2 separate regions of the Gossypium hirsutum genome follow, and region 1 is linked to region 2. The links are chromatin contacts, called in public Hi-C maps. All regions are on one chromosome and are shown on one strand. Each heading gives the region's core, a stretch centred on a gene start, on an enhancer-like site or on the middle of the called end of the contact. The rest is flanking DNA. Distances are from core to core; before and after follow the strand shown.

Region 1 (6,458 bases), core at 629-3,128, 140 kb before region 2:
ATCGTTCAAGTCATATTTAGCATCAAGCTCTTTCATTTTGGAATTTTCTAAGTGTGTGATCAAGTAGATAAATATTTCACTGTATATTACAAGTTTTTGTTTTTTATAAGATAAATATATGAATAAGAATAAATACAAGGCATAATGATTTATTTTGCTCTCTAACTTTATAAAAAAATTATTTTAGTACTCATTTAAAATTTTTTATCTTTTTTAACCTTTAAACTTGTATTTTTTTGTTCAAATCACCTAAAAATAAATAAAAAAATTAAATAAATGATTTATGATTTATAATATCAACAAGTTGTATATTAAGAAATTGAGATAAAAATGATAATTTAAGAGGTAAAAAAAAGCAATTAGTGAATATCAAAATTAAAAGTGGTAATAGAAATGAAAGGTGGTTTAAAGGAGAAAAGGGTGGTGGTGAAGTAAAAGCGGGCGGCAATAGATCAGATCCTATGGATTTGGAGGTCCAGGTTTCATGGTTAAGAAAAGACGTCAGAACACTGAACCAAGCTGCAACTTGCAATCACACATATGTACACGGCAGATATAAAATTATGTTGATGAACCTCGTCAGTCGTCAGACACATTGTGATTGGTACAAATGGTGGTGCTCTTGTCTACTTCTCACGTGCCTTTCACAGCTGTTTGATTGTAATGTAGTTAAAGCAGCTGCTTTGAAGTTCGAAGCACCAAATTCAGCACATCCTTTTTAGGTTGCCCAGTATGGTTGTTACAGATACAATGCCCCCATTTGATTCTGTCCCCCTTCGCCCATACCTCCATCACATCGCTGCCCTCATTTAATATTTTTTAAGGAAAATTTCATATATATATATGCTATTAATATTTAATTCTGGATTTCAACCCATGATATATACCATATTTAAAGAGTCGATGATCGGGATGAATAGTTATTGAATTTTTGTTCCTTTTTATAAAATAAGTGATATATTTTTATAAGGTTTTAATTTATGTTTAATATAAAAAAAATCGCACCTGTTGTAATTTGTACTTAATTTTCATCTAATTTACTTTAACATTCCATATTTATTAGATTATTGATTTTTTTAACCTTAAAAGTAGACTTACTGTAATATAAAAAATTAATTAAAAATTAATTAAAAAACTAATAGAAATAATTTATTATAAATCCTATACAATTGGATAAAATACCTAGTAAATGGTATGAAAAATTATCTGTCGTTATCTTGAAATTTGATAATCTGCTGACAGCAATATGGTACCACCCAATATCTTGATCCGGAAGGCGGAACTTGCTTTTAAATGGGTACTGACAGAACCGGACGCGTGTAGGAACCGGACAGGATCCAAAGCTGACCACACTTGGGCGACCGTTTCATTTCATGCACAACTCCCTTCGCAGTTTTGCGCCAAGTATTCCCACAAATTATAAACAAACTGTCCAACCGATTCATAAACCGTCAAATTACTGCCACCTATGCTAACCTCTTACTATTCCTCACTACCTAGCCGCTTTCATATTTTTAGATTTTAATCCTTTACTACTCTATCTAATAATCCATGCTAATGGTATCACCCACCACCCACTAATTTAATAATGAATTTGTTAAAATATATTCTTATATATAAAATATGTTCAATTTATTTATAAAATTACTAAAATTTAATAGATTATTTTTATACGATTATTCAATAAAAATTTATTAAATTTTAAATTAGAATGATGTACATTTAAATTTAATGAAAGTTTATTGTGAGAGGTATCTGATTTGAATTATAAATAGAGGGATAATATTTTAAAATTCTTAAGATTACAAGGACTGGGGCATAAATTAAATCTATTCATCTCTCCCCGTTGATTTCCTCTTTAAAAACTTCAAAAAACGAACGAACTGATAGAGACTCCATAAATAGCGGGAACCGACTCTACTGCTCTTCATCCGCCGCCATCCGCTGCTCTTTCCCCTTACCGGCGACGCCTCGCTGTCAAAGCATCCGCTTCTTTCGTTTCGTTGTTGAATCAGCCACGAAAACAGTTGCAGATCAAAACAATTTTCATTTTAATTATAAAAAATTAAAAAAAATTGTAGGCAAAGCAAATGGAACAAAAAGGCTTACTGTTATCGGCGTTGGGTGTGGGTGTTGGGGTAGGGGTAGGGCTAGGTTTGGCTTCGGGTCAGAACAAATGGACCAGAAGCGGTTCCAATTCATCAACCGGCATCACTTTGGAGAGGATAGAGAAAGAATTACTTCGCCAAATCGTTGATGGCAGAGAAAGCCAAGTCACCTTCGATGAGTTCCCTTACTACCTCAGGTAAATTCCCAATTTTTTGAGCTCTATTGGCTGGAAAACAAGAGATTTTTGAATCACCTATATGAATATTTTTAACTTGCTTATACAATTTTTTTTAATTGTTGGAATGATGTTTAATTTTATGTGGCAGTGAACAAACTCAAGCATTGCTAACCAGTGCTGCCTATGTCCATTTGAAACATGCTGATGTTTCCAAGTACACAAGGAACCTTTCTCCTGCTAGTCAAGCTATATTACTATCGGGACCTGCAGGTTGATTGCCCGAAATCACAGGCGGCTATACTTGACATGTTTTTTTGGTGTTCATGGGGCTGTCTCTATAAGGCTGCTACTGACTGTGTCTGTGTTATTTCTTCTTTTTTTTCCTTGGTAGAACTTTACCAACAAATGCTTGCCAAAGCTTTAGCCCATTTCTTTGAATCCAAGTTGCTGCTCTTGGATGTAACTGATTTTTCCTTAAAAGTGAGTATGTTACTCATTTTCTTCTTCCTTCACCATTAAGCTTCAAGTTTTAACATCTGACATTTAAGTGATTTACTTTTGTTACAGATTCAAAGTAAATATGGAAGTGGCCAAGAATCTGTAAGATTCTCTCTTTTTTTTGTTTAGGATGACACATCGAAATAGTTCAGTTCAACCCTGCTTTAGAGCTTTCCCTAACCGTTGATTCTCTCATGCAGTCTTTCAAAAGATCCACTTCGGAGTCGACACTCGAGCGATTGTCAGGCTTATTTGGTTCATTTTCACTCCTTTCTCAGGAAGAGCCCAAAGGTATGGCAGGAAATGTTCTGGTTTCCATGGTATTGTGTACAGTGTTTGTGTGTATATCTCTGTGACCATGAACCATAAGTTATATTACAGGTACGTTGAGGCGGCAGAGCAGCGGTGTGGATATTGGGTCAAGGTATTGCGACATATATTCTCGATTTATCTTTTGAGAAATTTCATATCCAGGAGTATTCTGTTTATTCAATCTTTCTGGTTGTTGTAATTGCAGGGGAACAGAAGGTCCTCCTAAGCTACGTCGATATGCATCTGTATCAGAGAATATCAATAGCCTTGCTTCTCAATGCAGTCCAGGAAATCCAGGTACAATTGAAGTTCTTTTAATGATGATCTAGTCCTTTTATGGTTAGGAATAGAAATTCTCGGCAAAGCTATCGGAAGTTTAACCCCCAAGTGCAAGATCAACACTGTAAGCCACTAATTTTTATTTCACAACCAATAAATATCTCTTTCTTCTATACCCCATTAGAAGTAGCTAACAAACAGTGCTGTCATCTGTATGAGAAAACAGTAAAAGAAAATTCTAGTGGACTGTAACGGGGTTCTTCTCAAGTGATCTGAGGCTTCGTAGAGCTGAAACTATTAAAAATGCGAGTTGTTGCGGTTGAAGAGCTTCGGAATCGTCTTACAATCCTTAATGAATAATATAGAAATCTTAAGTTGAAGCTGGAAGATGTTAAACAACTCCGCTTTGACCTTTCTTCAATCAATTATGTAAAATTTTCCAGGTTCGTATAACCGATCTAATCTTTTTTCCTCCTTTTTGTAGCTCCTCTGAGGCGAACAAGCAGTTTGTCTTTTGATGAGAAGCTTCTTATACAGGCTCTTTACAAGGTATTGCCATTTGGGAATGCATGCTAGTTGCAACAATGAACAATCTTATTTATGTATGTATGAAATCATCTCTTGTTTAAATGCAGGTGTTGATATATGTATCAAAAGCCAGTCCCATTGTGCTTTATCTTAGGGACGTCGACAAGCTCTTGTCTAGATCACAAAGGATTTATAATTTGTTCCAAAAGATGTTAAAGAAACTTTCCGGGAACGTTTTGATCCTCGGGTCACGCGTTGACCTGAATAATGATGACAGGGAATTTGACGATAGGCTATCAGCCATTTTCCCTTACAACATTGAGATCAGGCCCCCAGCAGATGAAAAACATCTTGTAAGCTGGAAATCTCAGCTAGAAAAGGACATGAAGATGATCCAAGCTCAGGATAATAGAAATCACATCATGGAGGTGCTCTCGGCGAACGATCTCGACTGCGATGATCTAGATTCGATCTGCATTGCAGATACAATGGCCCTCAGTAGATACATAGAGGAGGTGGTCGTATCCGCCATTTCTTATCATTTGATGAATAATAAGGACCCCGAATACAGAAATGGGAAACTCGTGATATCATCAAAGAGGTCAGATTAGTTTCTCATGCTCAGTTTTTGTTACCATTAACGTTGCATTTTTTGATTTGGTCATTTTGATGCAGTTTGTCGCATGGATTGAGTATATTCCAGGAAGGGAAGTCCACTGGTAAAGAGACACTAAAACGGGAAGCACAATCCGAAACATTGAAGGTGTTTATACTTAGCTACCTGCCTTTTACATTATCTAAAGGAGGAATTAAATGGTAGGTTACTAAGCTTACCTGCCCATATTGGTCTCTGTGTAACTGTAGGAAGCAGGAGCTGGTTCAGTAGGCGTGAAGCCGGAATCAAAATCCGGCAGCAAAAATCCTGAAAAGAAGAGTGAAACAACCCTTCCGGCAACGAAGGCCGAGGGTGAAAATCCTGCTCCAGCCTCAAAAGTTCTGGTGAGTTTTTTTGTCTTCCTTTTAGATACATTTTGTGCATGATAAAATTTTCTCTGATATCCAGTTCCTTCGGTATCCCATTTTCTCATTCTTTTTGTGTCACTTTGTACTTGTTCTAATTGCTGCAGGAAGTTCCTCCAGACAATGAATTTGAAAAGCGAATAAGGCCTGAGGTCATACCGGCGAAAGAGATCGACGTTACATTTGCAGACATTGGTGCGTTAGAAGAGACCAAAGAATCACTGCAGGAGTTGGTGATGCTTCCTCTCCGAAGGCCAGACCTTTTCAAAGGTGGTCTCCTAAAGCCTTGCAGGGGAATATTGTTGTTTGGTCCTCCGGGCACTGGAAAGACAATGTTAGCAAAGGCCATTGCTAAAGAAGCTGGTGCAAGCTTCATTAATGTATCCATGTCTACTATTACTTCTAAATGGTTCGGGGAAGATGAGAAGAATGTCCGAGCTTTGTTTACATTGGCAGCCAAAGTCTCACCAACTATTATATTCGTTGATGAGGTAGATAGCATGCTAGGGCAGAGGACTAGAGTCGGAGAACATGAAGCCATGCGAAAAATAAAAAATGAGTTTATGGCTCACTGGGATGGCCTCTTGACGAGGCAAAATGAACGTATCCTAGTTCTTGCTGCAACCAATCGGCCATTTGACCTCGATGAAGCCATAATTAGGCGTTTTGAGAGAAGGTAGATAAGGATCAAGTTCTATGCATCTCTAACAAGATTGGAACACTTAATTGTGGTGTTATTTACTAACCCTTGAGTCATTCTAACAGAATCATGGTGGGACTTCCGGGTGCAGAGAACCGGGAAAAGATTTTTCGAACTCTTTTGGGAAAAGAAAAAGTAGAAGATGGTCTAGACTTCACTGAGCTGGCATTAATGACGGAAGGATATACCGGAAGTGACCTTAAGGTTAGCATTTTGAGAGGATGATAGTTTTTAGATGAATAGTGTAAAGGTATAATCACCGCCATTTCCTGTTTAAAACAGAATTTATGCACAACCGCGGCTTATCTGCCAGTTAGAGAGTTAATACAGCAAGAGAGATTGAAAGATCTGGTGAGTGCATAATTTCCTTTTCAAGTGCCCGGAAAATAAATGCACTTTCTGTTGTCTAATAAATTTCCCTTTGCAGGAGAGAAAACAAAGAGTTGTTGAAGTACAAAACAAAGAAGATGGTACAGATGAAAGAGTCATTACCCTAAGGCCATTATCTATGGAAGATTTCAGGCAAGCAAAGAATCAGGTAACCCCTAAACAAAATCATAGTCAAATGACTATAATAGCATGTTAAAATTGCCAAGAAAATTATCTGTCGATTGTTTTATTTATGCTCCATTTTCTGGTTGGGCAGGTGGCGGCTAGCTTCGCATCTGAGGGAGCTGGAATGAATGAGTTAAAACAGTGGAATGACTTGTACGGAGAAGGGGGTTCAAGAAAAAAGGAGCAACTATCTTACTTCCTATGAAGGGATTCGTTTTACAGTTACAGACACCTCAAGAAGAATTTTAACAGAGAAGCCATGATTGAAGTCATCCTCCA
Region 2 (5,900 bases), core at 1,868-4,367:
ATCTCGGTTGAATTTTTATTCAGACCGGGGAAGGTGGCACGTAACCAGCCCATCTCCACCTTACCTCCATCCATTTTATCCGGAACGGCGCCCAAAAGCTCGTAGCACACCGCCTCCCAATTGCTAGATTGGGCAGACCCGATCACTGGGTGCCCATCCACCGGCAATCCCAAATGCAGATGGACATCTTCTAGAGTGATAGTGTACTCTCCACATGGAAGATGAAATGTGTGCGTCTCAGGTCTCCACCTCTCGATCAACGCACTGATCAGTTTCGGCTCCAACTTGCATCCCCGGCCTACCGTCGCCACGTGCCAAAATCCCGCTTCCCGCAGGTAGTTCTCTACTAACGGTGATGGAGCATGCATATTCCGAATATTGCATTCCAATACCCGATCTTCAGCCTTTTATAACAAAAAATATATTAATAAATATCTAAAAATACATAAATAAAAATATCTTTAAAAAAATTTAAAATTTAAATTTAATACTTACCATGTTCATTTGCTCCACCGATATGTGATTCCTATCAAGACGAATCAATGATCCGACCATTGTTGAAAATATTAAAAATTTTAAAATTATTTAAAAAAAATAAAAAATTTTAAAATTTTCTTAAAAAATGAAATTTAATGGAAAAAGAAATTTAATATGGATTTAGAGATTTTTTGAAGGAAATTGAGAGGATTTTGGAAGGAATTTGAGAGTTTGAGAGAATTTTGGAAGGAAATTGATGGAAATTTTGAAGGGAATTGAGAGAAATTTTGAAAGGAATTGAGAGAATTTTTGAAAGAAATTGATATTGAATTTGTTTGTGAAAATAAAAGGGGTGGGGGGTTTATATAGTAAAAAAAATTTGACCGTTTGGGGGGGGCAACGGTCAATTTTTTGACCGTTGGGCACTGTTCACGCGCGCGTCCACATCGCGTCCACGTCAGCAGGTCGCTCTGACATGGACGCGACCTTCTGCCCCGTCCCCTGACATCGCTCCGACGTGGCGCGATTTTGGGGGAAACGGCCCAATCCGGTAAATAATTAAAAAACCGGCCTATTTCAGTAATTTTATAAAAAACTTAGCTTTTTTTGGTAAATCTCTCTTATATGACATGTCAGCAAATAATTTTAAAATTATTTAAAAAAAAATAAAAAAAACCCTAGTCTCTTCTCCTCAACTCTCTATTTCTTTCCTACATTTCAAGTTTCCTACCACATTTAAAAAAAAAAAAAACTCACCATATTTCTTCTTCAATCAAAGGTTAAAAAAAATCCCACAAAATATTTTGAAAATAAAAACCCATAATGGGAAAAACAAAGATATGAAGAATATTCAAAAGGCTACTGAAGAAAGAATCATGGAGGTGGAAGTACGTTTTAGGGCCGACTTTCAAATGGAAGAGACTAAACATTCATCACTTTTCTTTCATTGACGATTTGCTTTTCAAAATCATTTCCATTTTCGAAGCGATTTTCTTGGTTTCTACTCTCTATTTCTTCTATCTTTGTTGTATATGTATCTATCCCTGGGTTCTTTTTCGGGCATTTTCTTTTGGGTTCAAATCTGGGAAAATAAAGATCCAATATGGGTTCTTTTTATAATGATTTAATATCAATGGCTAATACAATAAGAAGGAAGAAAAAAAATTTCATGGAATAAGATAGGGTTTTTTATTCTTTTGCTCTTTCTTTGTGTTTTAGATTGTTGGGTTTGAGTTTGAATTTTTGAGATGAGGATGGGTATGATATGGGTTAGTAAAGGAAATGAGAATTAAGTTTAATTTATTTGCAGATTTTGGGGGTTTTCATTCGCTATGGGGTTTAGTGGATCCAAATTTTCTTTATTGGATAAGTAATTACTTTTGTAAACAACAATAAAGGTTAATGAACCCAGAACTTATCTCTTGGCCATGACTTCCTTTATACCAAACCAAAAATAATAAAGGTTTATGCTTGTCTTGTAAGGTCTTTTAAATTTTGAATTTGGTGTAAGAATTTTAAGAACAGGTTTCGAATTTTAAGAACAGATTTCTTTAATACAGTAAACAATGGAGAAGAAGAAACAGAGGTGATGATGATGGTTTTAAAATAATTTTAATAATTTTAAAAACAAGTTTCAAAAACCCAGAAAATGATTAAGGAGGCTTTTGAAGGGGAACGGGGATGATGATGAGGAACAATGAAGATGATGATGATGATTTTAAAATCATTTTAATAATTTTTAAAAATAATTTTAAAATCATTTGTTGATATAAGACAAAATAGTGCAACTTTTAATTATATTTGAACCACCACATCAATGATAAATGTTGAACATTAGTCAACTAGCGGCCACGTCAGTATGTCCGTTAAAAATAGACTAATTTGACAAAAAAAAAAAAGCATTAGGGGCCAAAGTGATCCAAAAAAAATAAAAGGCAAAAGTGACCAAACAACCAAATATTATGAGCTATTTTTTGTATTATGCCTTTATTTTAATATACAAAATTTATTATCTCCATCAATTATATATTTATACTTGTATACTTACTATTATTTAAGCTCTTAATTGAGTTGGGATCATAAGTCAACTAGGCACCAACCCATTTAGGAAATTATGGGAATATCTTGTAATTAAAATAAGTTACATAACTTGAAGATATTTTAGTCTTTTCATTTTAACAAAAATCAATAAAAATATGCATATTGTGAGATTTAAATCCACACTAATCAAATTAGTAAAACATTAAATTTACTACACAATCAAAGCTTTATTTTAATATGTTTTATACATTTTTTGTAATATGTATAAATTATTATCTACATCAGTTATATATCTATACTTCTATAGTATTATTTAAGCTCTTATTAGAAAAATTATGAAAATATCTTTCAATAATTAAATAATTTATATTATTTGAGGGTATTTTAATCTTTTTATTTTAATAAAAACTAATAAAAATATACATATAATTAAATTTAAATCCACATAAAAACCTTAAATTTACCACTCTTGTTTTTATTATGATTAATTAATTAAATTATTTATTGTGTTATAATTAAGTTGTAGATTCATCACCCTTGATTTTCACTTGTATTATATTTATATATTAGCACAAATTTTAATTAAGCTTATAAAAGAAGATTAAACTTCCTTCCTTCTTGCCTGCGAGAAAAGGTTACCCCCTTCTATGTTCAGTCTGCTGCACTTCCCATTACCCCTAAACCCTCCCACTTTCTCTCACTCCTTTTTTTCACTTTACTTTTTCTATTTCAAAAATCCCATTCAAATTTTATCTTCTTTTTCTCTATACTGGCTCTCCCAACTATGGAAGCTTTTAGCTTGCTTAAGTATTGGCGAGGCGGCGGCAGCGACGGTACCAATGCTTGTGTTAACACACGTTCCTCCGCCAGTTCTGGTTGCACAACGACCACGATTGTCACGGCGGCCACTACTCATCTGGCAGTGGATACTGACGACGACGACGATGGACCTTTCTTTGACTTAGAATTTTCAGTTCCTGATGAGGATGAATCTGAGGACAACGAAGAAGATAATGTTGAAGATGATGAAAGTGAGGTTGATACCAAACCTGACGGTGGTTGCTCCGATGGTGAAAGTGAAACCGAGTTCGACTTTGCAGTACCCGTTGAGTCGAACTCTTCTTTGGAGTCAAAGCCTCAACAATGCACTGTCTCATTGTTGAAATCAGCTGCTAAGGTTCGTGTTTTTTTGTTGAAGTTGAAGAAGACGAAGCTTAACTCAAATGAAAAAACAGAGCCGCCAAAAAAGCAAGTAGGAAACGACAGTACTAACAAGAAGTACAACAAGAACAGGTTTTTTACAGTGAAGTTCAAGGTTGAAGAGGTTCCTATAATGTCTCTGTTCTCCAAAGACAACGGTAAGTCTCAAAAACAGCAAAGCTCCGACGGTTCTGTTTCCGATGAAAAGAGATTCTCCAAAGATGTAATGCAACGATACTTAAAGAAAGTCAAGCCACTTTATGTTAAGGTTTCGAGAAGGTACGGTGAGAAATTAAAGTTTTCAGGGCAGTTAAACCCACCGTCTACGGTGGCTAAAGAACCAGTTGGAGAGAATGAGGTGCACTTGAAGAGCAGCAAGCGTGTGAATGTTCCAGCGGGACTTAGAGTGGTTTGTAAGCATTTGGGAAGTAATAGATCAGCTTCCTCCGCCGTAGCGGCTGCTCCTCCTCCGTCGTCGGTGGTTTCGTCCAAGAGGAGAGATGATTCTCAGTTGCAGCAAGAGGACGGCGTTCAAAGCGCCATCTTGCATTGCAAAAGATCTTTCAATCGTTCTCCAGGTACTTCATTTAAAAGCTCATTACTTGTTACTTCAAAAAAAAAAAATCAGCCTTTTTTGTTTTACCATCTCTGTTACTGAACCATTATTTTTGTTTATTGTAGATTCTTCCATGTCGTCAAGCTCTAATGAAAAATCGGAGTAATTTGAAGCATGAAATGGTGGAAAAAATTCCCGTGTGTGTAAAGTAAAGGCAAGCTAGTTTAGGTTCTTTTGCAATTCTCTCACTATTTTGTAGCTGAAGGGTTCCTGTTTCTGGGAAAGTGAGAAGAATCAGATCCTTTGTATCCATCTTTGAAAAGGAAAAAAAAGGATGTTATGCAAATGCAGGCTCCATTATTATCACCAAATTTAATTTCGGATAATGTTGTAATTCATGGTCAAAAAAATAGAAAAGTGGGGAACCAAAGCAGGGAAAAAGGAACAGACAGCAAGCAAATTCCCACAATTGTAAATGTTAATTATGACGACCATGCAATTTATAATGTCAATCTTGGTTTATGAAATTATTCTTATAAATAATACAATTACTGTAGCCCAAGGAGTGTGCCCTGATGACTTATAACGCCATACCTACGACTTATGTGAAATGGGCCTATGTACTAAAAATTTATTCCCCATGTTTGCTCAATTCTATATCAACTGACTTAGTTTATTTTAGTCTTTCTATAAATTTTCTTTTTTAATTGATACATTATATTTTATTAAATATTATTGGTAATTTAAATAAAATATATTATAATCCGACTCAATTCATAAAAAATCCAATCAGCTTAAAGAAAATTCATGTATTTTTTTAACTATTACGTGGTTGAAAGAGTTCAAAAATATATTAGTTTTTTTTTACGGTTAGTTTTTCATGAGTTTGAACTATGGGTAAATTAATTGAGTATGATATATTTTATTTAAATTATCAATAATTTTAGTAGAGGAATTAAAATAAACTTTAACTCCTGGTAGACTTTGATTGAACCGCAAGTGGACGAAATAATCAACTTGCTTTTTGTATTTAAATTTGATACCTCATTCTTCAACGTGGTATTCCCAATTGGTGTGCGTGGAATCAGTTTACCTCAAGCTGCAACGATATTTCGTCAACTAGTTTACCTCAAGCCGTTACGAAAAATGACGGGGCACCAAATGACGAACACATGGCATTATTATCATTTTAAAATTTCTCTCAATTTCCATTTTATTCTTCATATAACATTAAAAAACATTTGTTTCCGTTGTATTTTCCATTGTCGCCCAACCTTCCCTCCATCCCCACCTTCCTCATCAGTATTGTTTCATTTCCCCCCTTTCGTTTTTCTTTCCTTTTGTTTCTCCTAAAGCTTTAGAGGCTAGAATTCTCCTTGGTGATCCATGGTGCTGCTTTTGGTGGTTCGTTCCTTACCTTTTCTTGTTGGCAGAATCGAAGCGGCGGTAACGGCGAATGCCATCTTTGATTTCTTGTTGGGCATGTCAGCGGTGGTTGAATTTCTCGGCGTTGTTCTAGCAGGAGAATCAAATCTCGGTCGGCGGTTGGTGGCCGGGCTCGATAGTGTTAGAATAAGGTTTCGGAGATGGTGGCAAGAAAATTGGGAATGAGATGGGCAATTTCAGC

Evidence for each region. A called contact is a pair of places that touch in the nucleus more often than the background predicts.
Region 1: a Hi-C map of leaf shows a contact between it and region 2, with 3 times the contacts expected there. The contact joins the promoter of LOC107950630 here to the promoter of LOC107949497 in region 2. A contact is called at or near these places in 11 of 34 Hi-C or Micro-C datasets (anther, callus, hypocotyl and 3 more).

The regions. Positions count from the first base shown.
Region 1 is chrD03:32,309,208-32,315,665 of Gossypium_hirsutum_v2.1, reverse strand. LOC107950630 reads left to right here and starts at 1,878. Exons shown (of 16, transcript XM_016885512.2): 1 at 1,878-2,305; 2 at 2,436-2,557; 3 at 2,679-2,767; 4 at 2,855-2,887; 5 at 2,986-3,076; 6 at 3,167-3,209; 7 at 3,303-3,394; 8 at 3,861-3,925; 9 at 4,012-4,505; 10 at 4,580-4,667; 11 at 4,769-4,903; 12 at 5,032-5,600; 13 at 5,690-5,828; 14 at 5,907-5,975; 2 more. The coding sequence starts at 2,091. The coding sequence ends at 6,384.
Region 2 is chrD03:32,174,967-32,180,866 of Gossypium_hirsutum_v2.1, reverse strand. It overlaps LOC107949497 (probable membrane-associated kinase regulator 2), which reads left to right and starts at 3,117. Exons shown (of 2, transcript XM_016884157.2): 1 at 3,117-4,295; 2 at 4,399-4,829. The coding sequence starts at 3,302. The coding sequence ends at 4,439.